Regions from separate parts of the Mus musculus genome. Here regions 1 and 2 are each linked to region 3. Evidence: chromatin contacts called from public Hi-C and HiChIP or PLAC-seq data. All regions are on one chromosome and are shown on one strand. Each heading gives the region's core, a stretch centred on a gene start, on an enhancer-like site or on the middle of the called end of the contact. The rest is flanking DNA. Distances are from core to core; before and after follow the strand shown.

Region 1 (4,377 bases), core at 1,452-3,951, 430 kb after region 3:
CATATGCACACATATGTATTCACACACACACACACACACATACCAGTCCATAATAATTCCTAAATATTACTAAAAGATTTTCCATATTTGTAATCCACAGGAAGTTTGTACCAGCCATATGATCTGACAGATTATATTCATTTAATACAAAAAAATTAAGGGATTTGTCTAGGGTCACATAATCAGACCAGTGCCCCACCTGCCTATGGACTAGCTTGCACAGTCTGCCGATTTCCAGCCTTTTCATAATTCTCTCAGTCACCTACAATGGCATTTGAGAAACAGCAACACTAGGACTGTGAGCCATGTGCTGTGAATGCTGTTGTCTGGCAGCACCTGAGACCCTCATCTTCATTTCAAAAGTAAACTACATTAAAGTCAGTTGATAAGCAGGTAGATATTGGAACTAATGTGACATCATACCAGAACAGCAAAAATGCAGTGTCAAGGCTGATGTCATTGTTCTTCTCTGACATTGTGGCAACTGATATCTCAGTCCATCCAGTGACTCACTCAGGCCAGCTTCCCATGACCATAGATGCTCTCATACCCACCACATCACTGTCTTTAAGAGACTACCTACCTCCAAAACAGGACTGGAGTCTGTGTCATTTGTCTATCTTCAGGTCACTGGCCCCTGTAACAGCATCCTACTTCACCAGGCTGGTCCCAAACTCAGAGATCTGCCTGCCTTTGCCTCAAAAGTGCTAAGATTAAGGGCATGAGCCACCATGACCAGCTGCCCACCTGTAGTTTTCAATAAAACCTGGATATGCAGTTAAATGTGAATTTGCAAACTTGACTGGGAACCCTGTTTGTTAGTTAGTTTTGTAATTCCTGCATCATTGTGTCTTGTCTGCCTCCAGTCTCCACAGGTTGTATAGTAAGCATCAACACTGGGCTTCTTGCTCTTGTGGGGGGAATCATTTTGCTAAACATCAAAATCTGCAAAGAACAGAGTTGCTTGGGAATCAAGTGTCTCATGTACCTGGAGTCTAGGTCAGTTGTCTCTTGTAATCTTTCTCTGTGCCCAGGCTTGCCTGGACATCAAGGGCAGATGCCCCTAGTCTTCATCCCACAGGCTCTAAGCAGAGGTTCTGCTCTGGTAGAACAGAACACTTGGAACTCTTGTTTCACCCTTAGTAGAGAGGAGCCATCCCTTATCCCCCCTGGATTTGGAAGAGAGCCCTTCCTGAACAAGTTGCTGGTCTACAACTGTCTACTGACCCATGGTCCAAGCTTCAAAGCTCCAAGAACCATCCCTATGGTACATTCTTGTCAGTCATGAAAGCTATATGGTTCTTCCCATCTTTTTAATTCCTGTGCCAATCTCTCAGCTATTTTTAAACTGAGGGAGCTGCTGGAGGTACAAGATAAGGGGAATGTTAATTATTAATCTTCTAAACCTGAGTAGCATTCACTACATTTGACATTTATGTATTTTATTTGTGTTTGCTTAGCTGTCTGATTAATGTGCAGGGGTCATGGCCAATCTATTCACTGTTTCATTCCCTGTGTTTACCACATTGCTTGGCATAGATTTCAATGCCAGAATGATTGAATGAATGACTGAAAGAAATAAATGGACAGATAATGAATAATACATTGTATTTTTATATTGATGCCGCTCATATTCTCAATATATAAATTTAAATCTTCTACTAAAACAATATAAGACCTGAACATAGATAAATATTGTTTCTTGCCTGTCACAGTGTCACAAACACATGAGTTGGAACCCTCTGGGCTAGTGACTGCATTCTAGTGCAGCAACTGCCCTGAGAAGTACATTGAAGCTGGGCCCAAGCTCATGTGAACAATGCCCAGTGGTCAACAACTAATGTTTCCCAGTCATACAGTGAGGACTGTAGGACTGCTTAAACAGATGTGTCCCTCTTGGCTTAGAGACATCTAGGGCTCACTTAGGGCTACAATGTCTACATGGGAAGAGAACTGCCCTACTGGATGTCTGGTAACCATCCATACTCCTGCTGCAGGGAAGCTAAGCCTCCAAGTACAGTGGCTCGTAGATCCCTTCCCCTCTCACTGGCTCCAGTAGTTACAGGATTTGAGAGACATGATGTCACAGCCCATAAAGTTTGTTACAGTGGAAGGAAACAGGGCACACAATGGCACCAACTGAGCCAAATTCAAAACAAGATCTTTCGGGAGAGAGAGTACCGTTTAGCTATCATTCACAGATTCTTGGAGCTGATCCTCCAGCTGCATCCTTGGAGAGACCCAACCCTGATGTGGTGGGGTTCTCCCACTTCCTGGGTTCTGCTTGCATCAACTCAAAGCAAGAATCTTGCTTTGGTTTTGAGCTTCCCATATGTTTCTGGTATATGGTTTGGTGTGGGAGGAAGAACACATTATGTGTAGCTCCAGTCGCCATGGTCACCTTGTCCTCAGTTCCCTTTCTGAGTCCTCTCAGACTCACAGTGCTTCCCTTGTCCTGTCTCTACACAGCCTTAGCTGAGCTGGTGTCAGTCCCCCTTCTTTGTCTCCCTGCACACACTTCAGGGCCTGGCCTTTGACTTCCTAACCCAGGTTGTCACGGGCCCCAGACAAGGGTTCCTCCCAGCCCAGTGGCTAGTGGTTTTCCACCTTGGGAAATTTTGCAAACTCTAGTGTCAGGCAGCATCCAGATGGGTCACATGAGGACATATGAAAACTCACCAGCTGGTTCCAGATAGGCGAAGAGAACAGTCCCAGCTGCAGCCCCACGTGACATGTTTTAAGTCACTGCACAGGGACCGGAACTACACCACTCTGTCCATAGCAAACTCCAGTGCCGATCTCCAGGATATCATGAAGGGATCTGAATGGGCTGGGCTAGGGATTGGAAAGGCATCCAGCTAGAAAGGTGGACCTCTGAGGCTGTGCTGCAAGGCCCTTGGGTCTAGACAGCAATCACCCCTCAGAAAGGAGGTTTACACTGCAAGTTAACAGGAAGCTCTGAGGACAGCAAGGATGTGGGACAGATAGCCTCAATCCACTTAACTTGACCCTGGGTTTCCCAAACTTGCCTAAGGACACCTCTTAATCCCCCCAGGGAATCTTTTTGTAAAATTTAGTCCTATCTTCCTATTTGACCAAGTGCTAGAGGTTAATCAGCTTAAGTTTCCAATATTTATACAATATTTATACAATACTACCCTGTGTGAGTATCGGCATTAGTAATAGTTGGATTCTGGAGTTTCTTAAAGTGTCAAGTATCTTTACAGCGCTAATGCCTTTCTTCCTATAAGACATAATTAAGACTCAAACTTCCTAAAGTGACAATACCAGGCACCACTGTGGATTGAATACTAACCAGACAGTTAAATAAAGTACTTTAAATATTAAAAAAATTCAATTTAAGAAATGATGACTGACTGCCCCCTGGAGTCATGTCCTCTCGCATGTTTCTCAGGAGCTTCCAGGAATAACAAAGGCAGAACTTGGTGCCTGAGAAGCACCTGCCAGGGCCCAGCCCTTGGTCTTTACTATCATCCAGTGGCTGGCTCGTCTTTACAAAAGTCTTTGTGTGTTGATGCTGTTGTCAGTCCCGTTTCACCTGTAAGCTGAGCCACAGAGAGGTAATATTGCCCAAGGTCTTAACTAGCCAGAGATGGGGAAGGCTCTCAGGGAACTAACTTCTTACTGCCTCTCTGTACTATGGACTACATAGCATAGGGTCTGGTCAAGTAGTGAGCCCCCCTCCGTGTGTTTAATGAGCTGAGGCTGGCGTGGGGTTCCTTGAGCCTTCTGCTTTGGTGAGCACGAGGGCTGTTATTGGTTGTCAACTTGACTACATCCAGGGTGAAGCATAATCCAGAAATGGAGGGTACACCTATGAGAGATTTTTTGCTTGGTTCAAAGTGGGTGAATCCACTTCTAGTCTGGACCTTTGAGGTAGGAAGACTTACGTCTTTAATCTGGATCTTGAGGTGGGAAGACATTTAACCTATGCCATACCTTCTGCTGGAAGTCGATATTAGGACATTGTAGGAGGAGGTGTCTGCTCTTTGCCTGCTTGCCCTCACCTTGCTAGCACATCCATTCCTTCCCTGGCATTGGAACCTACTTCTTCAGGATTCCAGGGTACACTGAAGAGCAGATATGAGAAGACAGCCAGCCTTGTGGACCGAGCAACAACTGCATTCTTGGACATGCCATGCACAGTCAGCCATTGTTGGATTAGCTGGACTGTAGCCTGTAAGTAATTCTGATAAATCATATATATGTAATATATCCACATATATTACATATATCTACATGTATTACATATATAATATACAGATGTACATAATATATACATATATGTATAAGTATATATAATGCATATGTATAATAATATGCATATAAAGTATGTATAATATATGCATAGATAGT
Region 2 (4,071 bases), core at 349-2,848, 470 kb after region 3:
GTGACACTGTCATCCACACACAGGAAACAGACCGCAAGCACATCCTGGCCCTGGGTGGAAATATGCTCCTGTGCACGGCCCTGCCATTGTGTGGATAAGGCTCCCTTTTGCCGTTAACTCCTACCGTCTTTTCAGGCCATAAAAATTATCAGTCCCATCTAGTCTTTAATGACTGCCTTGCAAACAAGGAGCAGCTTTCCCAAGATCCTAAAGTGTGTGAGTATGGGTGGGGCTGGGGGGTGGACAGGCGCAGCCCAGATGGCTCTGCTGGGCATCTGTGCAATACTACCACCAGGGTACACTGAGCCTGAAGAGATGGGGCAGGATTGGGCTCCAATTAAAGTAGCTGGTTGAAGGTCAGGGCAGAAAATGTGATCTTCAGCCTGACAACAAAGAGATGCCATAAAAGGATCATCGAGGCACCTGGCTCACCCATTATCAAGTTACAGCCCCCACTCATGAGAGTTCAGCGGCTCCCATTGGCTGTGTGGTAAACTCTGTAAGTCTTCAGCTCCCATCCCAACATCCTCTCCCCAACTTGTTTGGTTTTTTTGGTTTTGGTTTTGGTTTTTTTTGGTTTTTTTTTTTTTTTTGCTCTTGCAAGCTCCTGTTTCCTTTCATGTTATCTGAGCTCAAGCTAAAGAATCTATCTATTCACTAGTCAATCTGCAGAGTGACTGATAGGAGACTTAAAAGAGCCAGCCTCTGCCTGGGTGGGGGAAGTGGGGGAAGTGCTCTGCTCTGTGGATGCCCTTGGGCCCTCATGAGTCAGACTGAGGGTAGAATCTACCATTTCTCAAAGTTCTTTGGCTTCTCCCTTGCTATGTTTTCCTATGAGCTATTCTTAAAAGTTATATTCCTTCAGTAAGTCACTTTCACAAAAAACAACAACAAAACAAAAATATTTTTTTTCTTTTTCAGGCTCTGTGTCTAGAGACCCTGATCAACATCATCTGAGACCCTTCCAACTCCTGCATCAAGATGTGTTTGGATAGTTACTGACTACCAGCAATGTACCATAAACACGTGTGTTCTTTCTATGCATAGTATGATTTCATCTCTGTAACAGTCCTGAGCTGTGGGAGCTACTAGTGCTCCCATTTTGCTGAGAGGGCACTTGAGGCTTAGAGTTAAAGATCACTGTCAAGGCTTGAACTGAGCCCTTTATTCTTTCTACCTCACCCAACTGATTCACCAGACTTATCTCTACGATCATTTGCAAATGTCTGTGGAACAATGGAATGAGGCCCAGTTCTGCCTCACTAATGCTCTTTACAGGGATCAGAGTTGGCTGTTGCTTTGTCCTAATTCAAAAAAGTCAATGAGAGTCAGAGCTGTGGTTCTTCAGACCTTTCAGTACCTTCATCAAAAAAAAAAAAAAAAAAAAAACAAATAATTACAACCTCCATACAGCATACATATACCTGAATGAGAAAGCAGCTACATTTGGTCACACAAGGTCATAATCATCTTTTATAAGTGACACAATAAATGAGTAAGCAAATGTCAAAAAAGGAAGTAGAGCAAAGAGAGACAGACTTCAGTTCTCACAGCTAATATTGCCAAGCCGTGGTTCCATATGATGAATAATTGTGATGATTACTATAGCAGTGACAGTGGCTACCACTGATTTTGAGTCCTTACTGTGTTCCCAGCACTGTGCTAAGCAAGGACTTAGAAAGTTCCCTTTCTCCCTCTCTGTCTCTCTCTGTCTGTCTCTCTGTCTCTCTCTCTCACTCTTCCTTGCTCTCTGAGACAGGATCTCATTACATAGCCCTGGCTGGCTGGCCTGGAACTCGTGACGGAGACTCCCTCTGCCCCTGCTCCTGTCTCTGTCCCTGCCCCTGCCTCTGTCCCTGTCCCTGCCCCTGCCTCGAGTGTTAGTAGTAAATGTATACTTCACCACATGCCGCCAAGTGCCGTGGCGTTTTTTACAGTGACCCTATGAGGTGGGACTGGTTGTGTTTACATTCTACAGATGATGCAGCCGAAAGCTTCAGACAGCACAAGAAACTTTCATGAGACCACCTGGCACAGTGAAGTTGTGTGGCAAGTTGTGTGGAAGGGAAGCAGTAGGCTTTGAAAGCCCAGGGAGGGGGAGGTAGCAGTTACTACCGGCCAGAATGGTCAGGATGGGGGAGGGGGATTTAGAAAACAATCACAATGACAGAAAAATCTAAGCCATGCCTTGAGGGATGAGTGAAGAATCCTGTAGTAAAGCAAGAGAAGATGGACTGAAATTTTTATTTCAATCACAGAGAACTTCCTGGATAGCATGGTAGGTATAAGGAGACATTCAGCATTTTCAGGGATGCTACAGGCTTCAAAAGGTGGGGGCAGCCAGGAAACAGACTGAGGAAGCCCTCCTCCAGCAGTCTCCCCTTCTATTCTATCCTGGGCCTGGCGACTGGGATGCTGACACAGACCCGAGAGGGGTCATCCCTGCCTTAGTTATTTCTTTCTAGAAACATCTCCAGAGCTCCCCTAGGAGTATTCTTTACAGATCTTCTAGACATCTCTCAATCTGATTGAGTTGACAGTCAGGATTAACCATGGCAAATAAGATCTGGTAGCCTCAGTGCCCGACTATTCCTGGAGCCGTTCCGTGATACAGTCTTGGCACCCAGAGAACCAATGCCTATCAGTAGCAGAACAACCCCTCAGGTGTTCTGTTAAGTCAACAGCATCACCTCACCTCACCTCACCTCACCCGGACTCACATTACTTAGTCCACTTTGGCTTGCTCATCCGAAATTTATTCCAGAGTACAGACATTTACTGATAAAATGCCGTAGAGGGAAACTAAACAGTGTGGTCCTTGGTCCTCCCTGATCATAACTTGGAGAGACAAAAACCACATAGGCCCTTTCTTAGGGGAAAACTCAGCCTGGGTAGGAATGCATGCCCAGAGGAGCAAGGGAAAAAAATGTTCAAGGATAGAGTGCCTCTGTACAAATAAAAATTAAAAAACGACAACCTAGCTCAGATTCTGGAATCAAAATCATATTGTTTACGTAGAAAGCTGTAAAGCCTTTTGCAGTCTTGAGCTTACATGAAAGTCCCAATATTTACATTGGAAATTCTCATAGAAACAGCCCAAGCGAGACTGCGGAGCTGACTAAATGGTTCATGGGCAGTTAAGAGTACTTGCTCTTGCAGAGGACCTGAATTAGTTCATTCCCATTTGTAACTCCAGCCCCAGGGGTTCTGACACCACACTCTCTTCTGGCCTAAACATACATAGCTGCCGACAAACAGTCATACGTATAAAATAAATCTTTAAGAACAAAATAAAAGTATTCTACACACTCAGTTTATGTGTTATCTGAAGCAAGCCACTATTAGTATTGCTAAATAAACCATTTTGTCTCGAACACTCATGACAAATTACACTCATGTAGTGACCTAATCTCAAGTGCTTTCTTCCCCTGTGTAAGGACCACAGTAAACGAACTCTGCTAATTAGCTCTGGCGCTTGGCTGAGTTTTCTTGCCTTGCAAATGTGTGAGGTAGAACACAGGCCAGTACTTGCTGCTGCTCTAAAGCCAGTGGGAGAAAAGGAGAGTGGCTGAAGCACTCATGCCCCAGAATGCCTCGGTTGGTAGCTGCCCTGCCAAGGGTTCAGATCCTAGGGCCCTTTCAGCTGAAGCCTCTCTGTGACAAATCTACTCAAGCGGTAACCACACCACCGCTGTCACCAGTTCCTCAGAGATGCAGAAGCAAGCTCCCATCTCAGGTGCTACCACATATGTCACAGACCACTGGGGAAAATCAAGACGTTCCCCCCTCCCATCTCCTTCTCATGTTCAGATAATTACTCTGGACTCTGAAGGACCCTTCCGCTCACTCACAGGTGGTGAGCTCTAGACTATGTCCCTGCTTAGAGGTGAATGACCCAGTGAGATTCCAACGGGAATGGCAAAGAGGGAATCTATCAGAATCCTCTTCACAGACAGCCATGGCCAACAAGTACTTGACTTCAGATCTCTAAAACTCAGGCAGCCCTTTATCAGCAGACATGCCATGGGTGTCTTAGAATCCACGGAGCCACTCAACCAGGGGCGGTCTTAT
Region 3 (4,105 bases), core at 515-3,014:
TTCCCTCATCTTCTTAGTAATCGTTACCTTAAATATTAAAATGAGAAATCTATATAGCAAAACGGGTAACTGGTATAGACTTGAAAATGTTCAGAAATTGAGCCTACCATTTATCAATTTAGGAAATGTTATTATGGAAACTTAGGTTGTGACCATTTTCTTTCTACCCAAAGCCTTTCTGTGGGATGTGGTCCCTTTCACAATTTTATTTTGGTTATAGGAGAACATTTCTCTGTCCTGTTAGTTGATAGGAATGCAGTAATGACACAGTGTGGCCGCGCTACAAATCAGAGTACATTAAGTGGCCAGAACACTGAGGGATGCTATCTCGTTTAAAATCGATTTTTACCAAAATGTGTGTGTGTGAGATCCTGTATATTATTATATATGTTAATCATATTATTTATAGTATATTAATTAGTACTTTATATATATATTAGTAAAATGAATACATAGTTGTCATATGCATGTATTATATAAAAGCTGAAGAAGAAGCAAGCCTACAAAGTCATAGGCTGTACACAGGAATCCTGGAGACTTTTAAAAGACTTGCTTTCTTCTATTTAGTAACCACGAAATAGCCTTCGACACTGCCGTCTCTAGGGGTTAGTCTGACGGCTGTGACTGGTAATTGTTGAACACTGCTGCCCCAGAAACAGAAGAGCTGGAGGGACGGCAGTGTCTGGGTGGCTCTCCTCTCCTCTCCTACTCTTCCTTCTGGGTCACTAAGACCTGCTCTCCCAGCTCGGTTTTCTTTTCTATATGCCCATCTGGTTCTTTCTTTCTTTCTTTCTTTCTTTTTTTTTTTTTTTGGAACACTGCTTTATTATAAGCATTTACTATGGTTTCAATTTAATAATTGCCTATAATAAAGGGATGTAGTTCACAGATGCATTTGAAAATACATGTGGTAAGTTTGAAATATTTTCACTAGGTAACATGAAATTAGAGCTTGCTTAGGTCTTTCCTATGAATTTCCTTTAAAGTTTAGTTTAAAAATATTTTTTTTTACATTGGAAGAAATCAGTTTTGAAAAAATATGCCTGTTAATAAGTGTTATATAACTTCCATATGAATAAGTCTTTTTTAGAAGATATATTTTAAAACATACTAATATTTGTAATGCCATAAAAATCTCCTCAGAGAAGTCCTTTATACTTTTATACTGAGGTTTCCAATCCACAGTATAGTAGAAACTTATAGTAGGAACTTGTGAACTTTTCCTTAGTAAAAACAGACACAAACTCTCCACTGGAAACATCGTTTTAAAGACATTGCTTACTTTAAAGACACGTCAGATGTTTATCTAAGTTTCCACTGTATTTTCTGTTCTATAAATTTTAATAATTCGATAAAATATTATAATATTGAGTATGAAAGGCAAAAGGTTGTCTATTTTCCTTTATCATATCTAATTATTTTTTCTTATGAAATCTAGGCGACGTAGTTACAGGAAGCGATGCTCAGGTTTCTGTTCCTGTCCAGGCTCTAACTGACCTCCAAGGTACAGTTGCCACCTCCCTGTCTACCATCTGTCTAATCACCCGTCTGTCATCTATTTATCCATCCTCTGTCTCTCTCTGTCTCTGTCTCTCTGTCTCTCTCTCTCTCCTCCCTCCCTCCCTCCCTCTCTCCTTCCCTCCCTCCCTCTTCTCTCATTTGTTGGCATGTACTGCCCCACCCCATTCTGGCCACTTACAGTGTCACAACTCTCTCCCAAACCCAGTTACTGGCCCTACTCTCCATTCAGCACACTGGTCCACTACCATAGTTTGGCCACTAAGTGGCACTGTTGTGTAAAACAAAAGTTCACTCTTAGGGCCTACTTTGGTGGCATCAGGCCTTGTGGATTTTCTGTTCACAGTGAAAACTCTTTTTCTTTGCCAAATATGATTCAACCTATGTTTGAGGTCATTTGCAACGTTATGTTCTGTAGGATGGCTGACACAAGGAAGGACTTTTGTTACTGGATGAATTGTTTGTAACAATATTTGACGAATTTGTTGTAAGATCTGTTTCTGTGTTTTAACTACCCATATTCCACCTAAAAAATTACCACTTGTCTTTTTCACAACCTGATTTTGAAATATTTTAAGTATTGCCTTCATATTAAAATTTTTGCCATACGATTTAACCAGTGTACAATGTAACCACCATAAATAGTGAGTCATAACAGTTTACAGTCAAAAACTAGCATTTTAATATTACCCATTAGTTTAGCTTAAGAAGTAAAAGCTTATCCATTTTCAGTACTTCCCATGGGATTTTAAGACATAAATATTTAAGATTACAATCATTAATCTTTTTCTTTGCACCTTTTAGTTGAAATACATTATAATGAGAATATTTATGTTACATGGAAGTTTAGAATTCAAGATTCTTTCATTCAAATTCAAGCTAAAATGAGAATAATAAAATAGTAATTAAACCTCATATCATGTTTGGCTTAATTTAAAATATTCATATGCATATAATAAACTAATCCTATTTATATTAAAATACTCTCCATCATTTTTCTTTTATCAAGATTTTATATTCAACAGTAATTATGGAACAAGCCAGTGTGCCTGCTGCAGGGCACACTGTTTTGTTGGCGCCAGGGTTCCCCAGTGTCCCTGCCTTCTTGGATGTTACTCTTGCTGTAGGGCTCTAAGACAACTCAGTCAGAACTGGCCCTTTGTCTGAATGTGTTTAGAATTCCCTTTGCCCCCACACTCTGACAGAGAGTTTGTCAGTCCGATAGAGAAGGTTCCAGCCACCGTGAGATGAACCTGGGGCAGAGGGAACAGGAGATGCTCTGCATCCCCTGAACTAGATAAGCCACTGTTTCCCTCAGCTCACTCACTGTAGCACCTGTTCATCTCATTGGGGTTTTTTGAGGAAAGAAAACCACAAAAATATTATCTGTAGGACATTACAGGAGCATAATACTATTTCTTCATTCTCTGACCTTCCTTCCAAGACATTTGCCAGCAGAGACTCCTAAGAGATGCTTGACAAATAACTTCCATTGTCCTAGAGTCCAAGGGACACAGCCATTTGCTTTGTGTGTTGAAAGGAAAAGGGAATGAAAAAAGGATAGACTATATCCAGACATGGTTGTGTCTGATCCCAATAATGCCTTTATGTGAAGTTAGAACCTCTGCATATATAGCCTATTCTAGGAGATCCACTCAATAAGCAGAACATAGCCTGGATTTCAGGGCACCATAGCAATCTGCTTCATATCTAATATAGTACACTGGTCCATACAGCTCTAGGACACTGCATAGCTTATACCTACATCCTGAGAATACCTAGCCCTCAGTTGAGTGAGGGCTGCGAATTTACCCTAGCAGGCCATGCCAGTGCTAACATTCCTTCTGAAAACTCTTCAGCTCAAGGCAACACTGTTCTGGAAGAAAAGGTTTTCAGAAGATCTCTGCAGGGAACTTCGTACAAAGACTGCTTTCTAAGTGTTGGTGTTTCCACAGTAACAAAAATATTATCAAGCTAGTTTACATAGTTAAGGAGGAAAATAAAACATTATATAGAGAGGTTTAATGCCACATCCAGGATTCAGAAATGTAATTATTTATTTTGGTATAGTTTTTAAGCTTGAACAAATCTGTTTGACTTATGCTAACACACACTAACACACATACCCCACAGGTCCTTGAACTAATGAATTAATCTTCTTGAGTCCCAATCTTGTCTTCTGTTGAGCTCTTCATTGAGTGGTTAGGATTGAATGGAATCAATCCATGATTGATCCAATCCATCAATTGGATGGTTATCAACAGCACAGTCCTGTTATAGTCACAATGTCTGTTTGATATCTTGTTCCTCTTTTTGATGACTTATTACTCAGGTAGGCAACCCTAGGCAGTGTGGGTACAGGAAAGGTAGGAGAAAGATGCACAGTGCTCCTCTCACACATTTGAGATCTAGAAACACAACATTTCTTATTCTGATTATCATTTATTCATGGAAATCATTGATTGATACAAAATGGGATAGGTTAATACGATTTTGTTCTTTGATAGTGTTATAATTTCTTTTAAATGGAACAAAGTCCCAATGGATTATAATAAAATTTACTTATATGTCACATATTCCTTATAAA

Evidence for each region. Hi-C and Micro-C count contacts between places; a contact is called where the count stands out from the background. HiChIP or PLAC-seq counts read pairs in DNA pulled down with a chosen protein or histone mark.
Region 1: a Hi-C map of bone marrow-derived macrophages shows a contact between it and region 3, with 16 read pairs. The contact joins two enhancer-like sites. A contact is called at or near these places in 9 of 484 Hi-C or Micro-C datasets (the AML12 cell line, CD8 T cells, the HPC-7 cell line and 4 more), 1 of 115 datasets of contacts at active chromatin or transcription factors (embryonic stem cells) and 1 of 9 other capture datasets (embryonic stem cells).
Region 2: an H3K4me3 HiChIP or PLAC-seq map of bone marrow-derived macrophages shows a contact between it and region 3, with 11 times the contacts expected there. The contact joins two enhancer-like sites. A contact is called at or near these places in 3 of 15 datasets of contacts at CTCF or cohesin (large pre-B cells, pro-B cells and stem cell-derived epiblast-like cells), 13 of 484 Hi-C or Micro-C datasets (the Ba/F3 cell line, CD4 T cells, Th2 cells and 8 more), 10 of 115 datasets of contacts at active chromatin or transcription factors (Th17 cells, acute myeloid leukemia, bone marrow-derived dendritic cells and 7 more) and 1 of 9 other capture datasets (embryonic stem cells).

The regions. Positions count from the first base shown.
Region 1 is chr17:50,367,750-50,372,126 of GRCm38.p6, reverse strand. No RefSeq gene overlaps it. Among named protein-coding and RNA genes, the nearest start is that of Gm30958, 13 kb to the left of the region's middle. Within about 2 kb of position 2,701, at least 37 of the 459 cell types and tissues checked have an H3K27ac peak or open chromatin away from gene starts, as enhancers often do. A contact at or near this core is called in bone marrow-derived macrophages, where this site is marked.
Region 2 is chr17:50,327,903-50,331,973 of GRCm38.p6, reverse strand. No RefSeq gene overlaps it. Among named protein-coding and RNA genes, the nearest start is that of Dazl, 36 kb to the right of the region's middle. Within about 2 kb of position 1,598, at least 82 of the 459 cell types and tissues checked have an H3K27ac peak or open chromatin away from gene starts, as enhancers often do. A contact at or near this core is called in bone marrow-derived macrophages, where this site is marked.
Region 3 is chr17:50,793,325-50,797,429 of GRCm38.p6, reverse strand. The region is part of intron 17 of Tbc1d5 (TBC1 domain family, member 5); the gene reads left to right. Gm41598 (a long non-coding RNA gene) reads right to left here. Exons shown (of 2, transcript XR_876871.2): 2 at 3,840-3,926. Among named protein-coding and RNA genes, the nearest start is that of Gm41598, 4.5 kb to the right of the region's middle. Within about 2 kb of position 1,764, at least 8 of the 459 cell types and tissues checked have an H3K27ac peak or open chromatin away from gene starts, as enhancers often do. A contact at or near this core is called in bone marrow-derived macrophages, where this site is marked.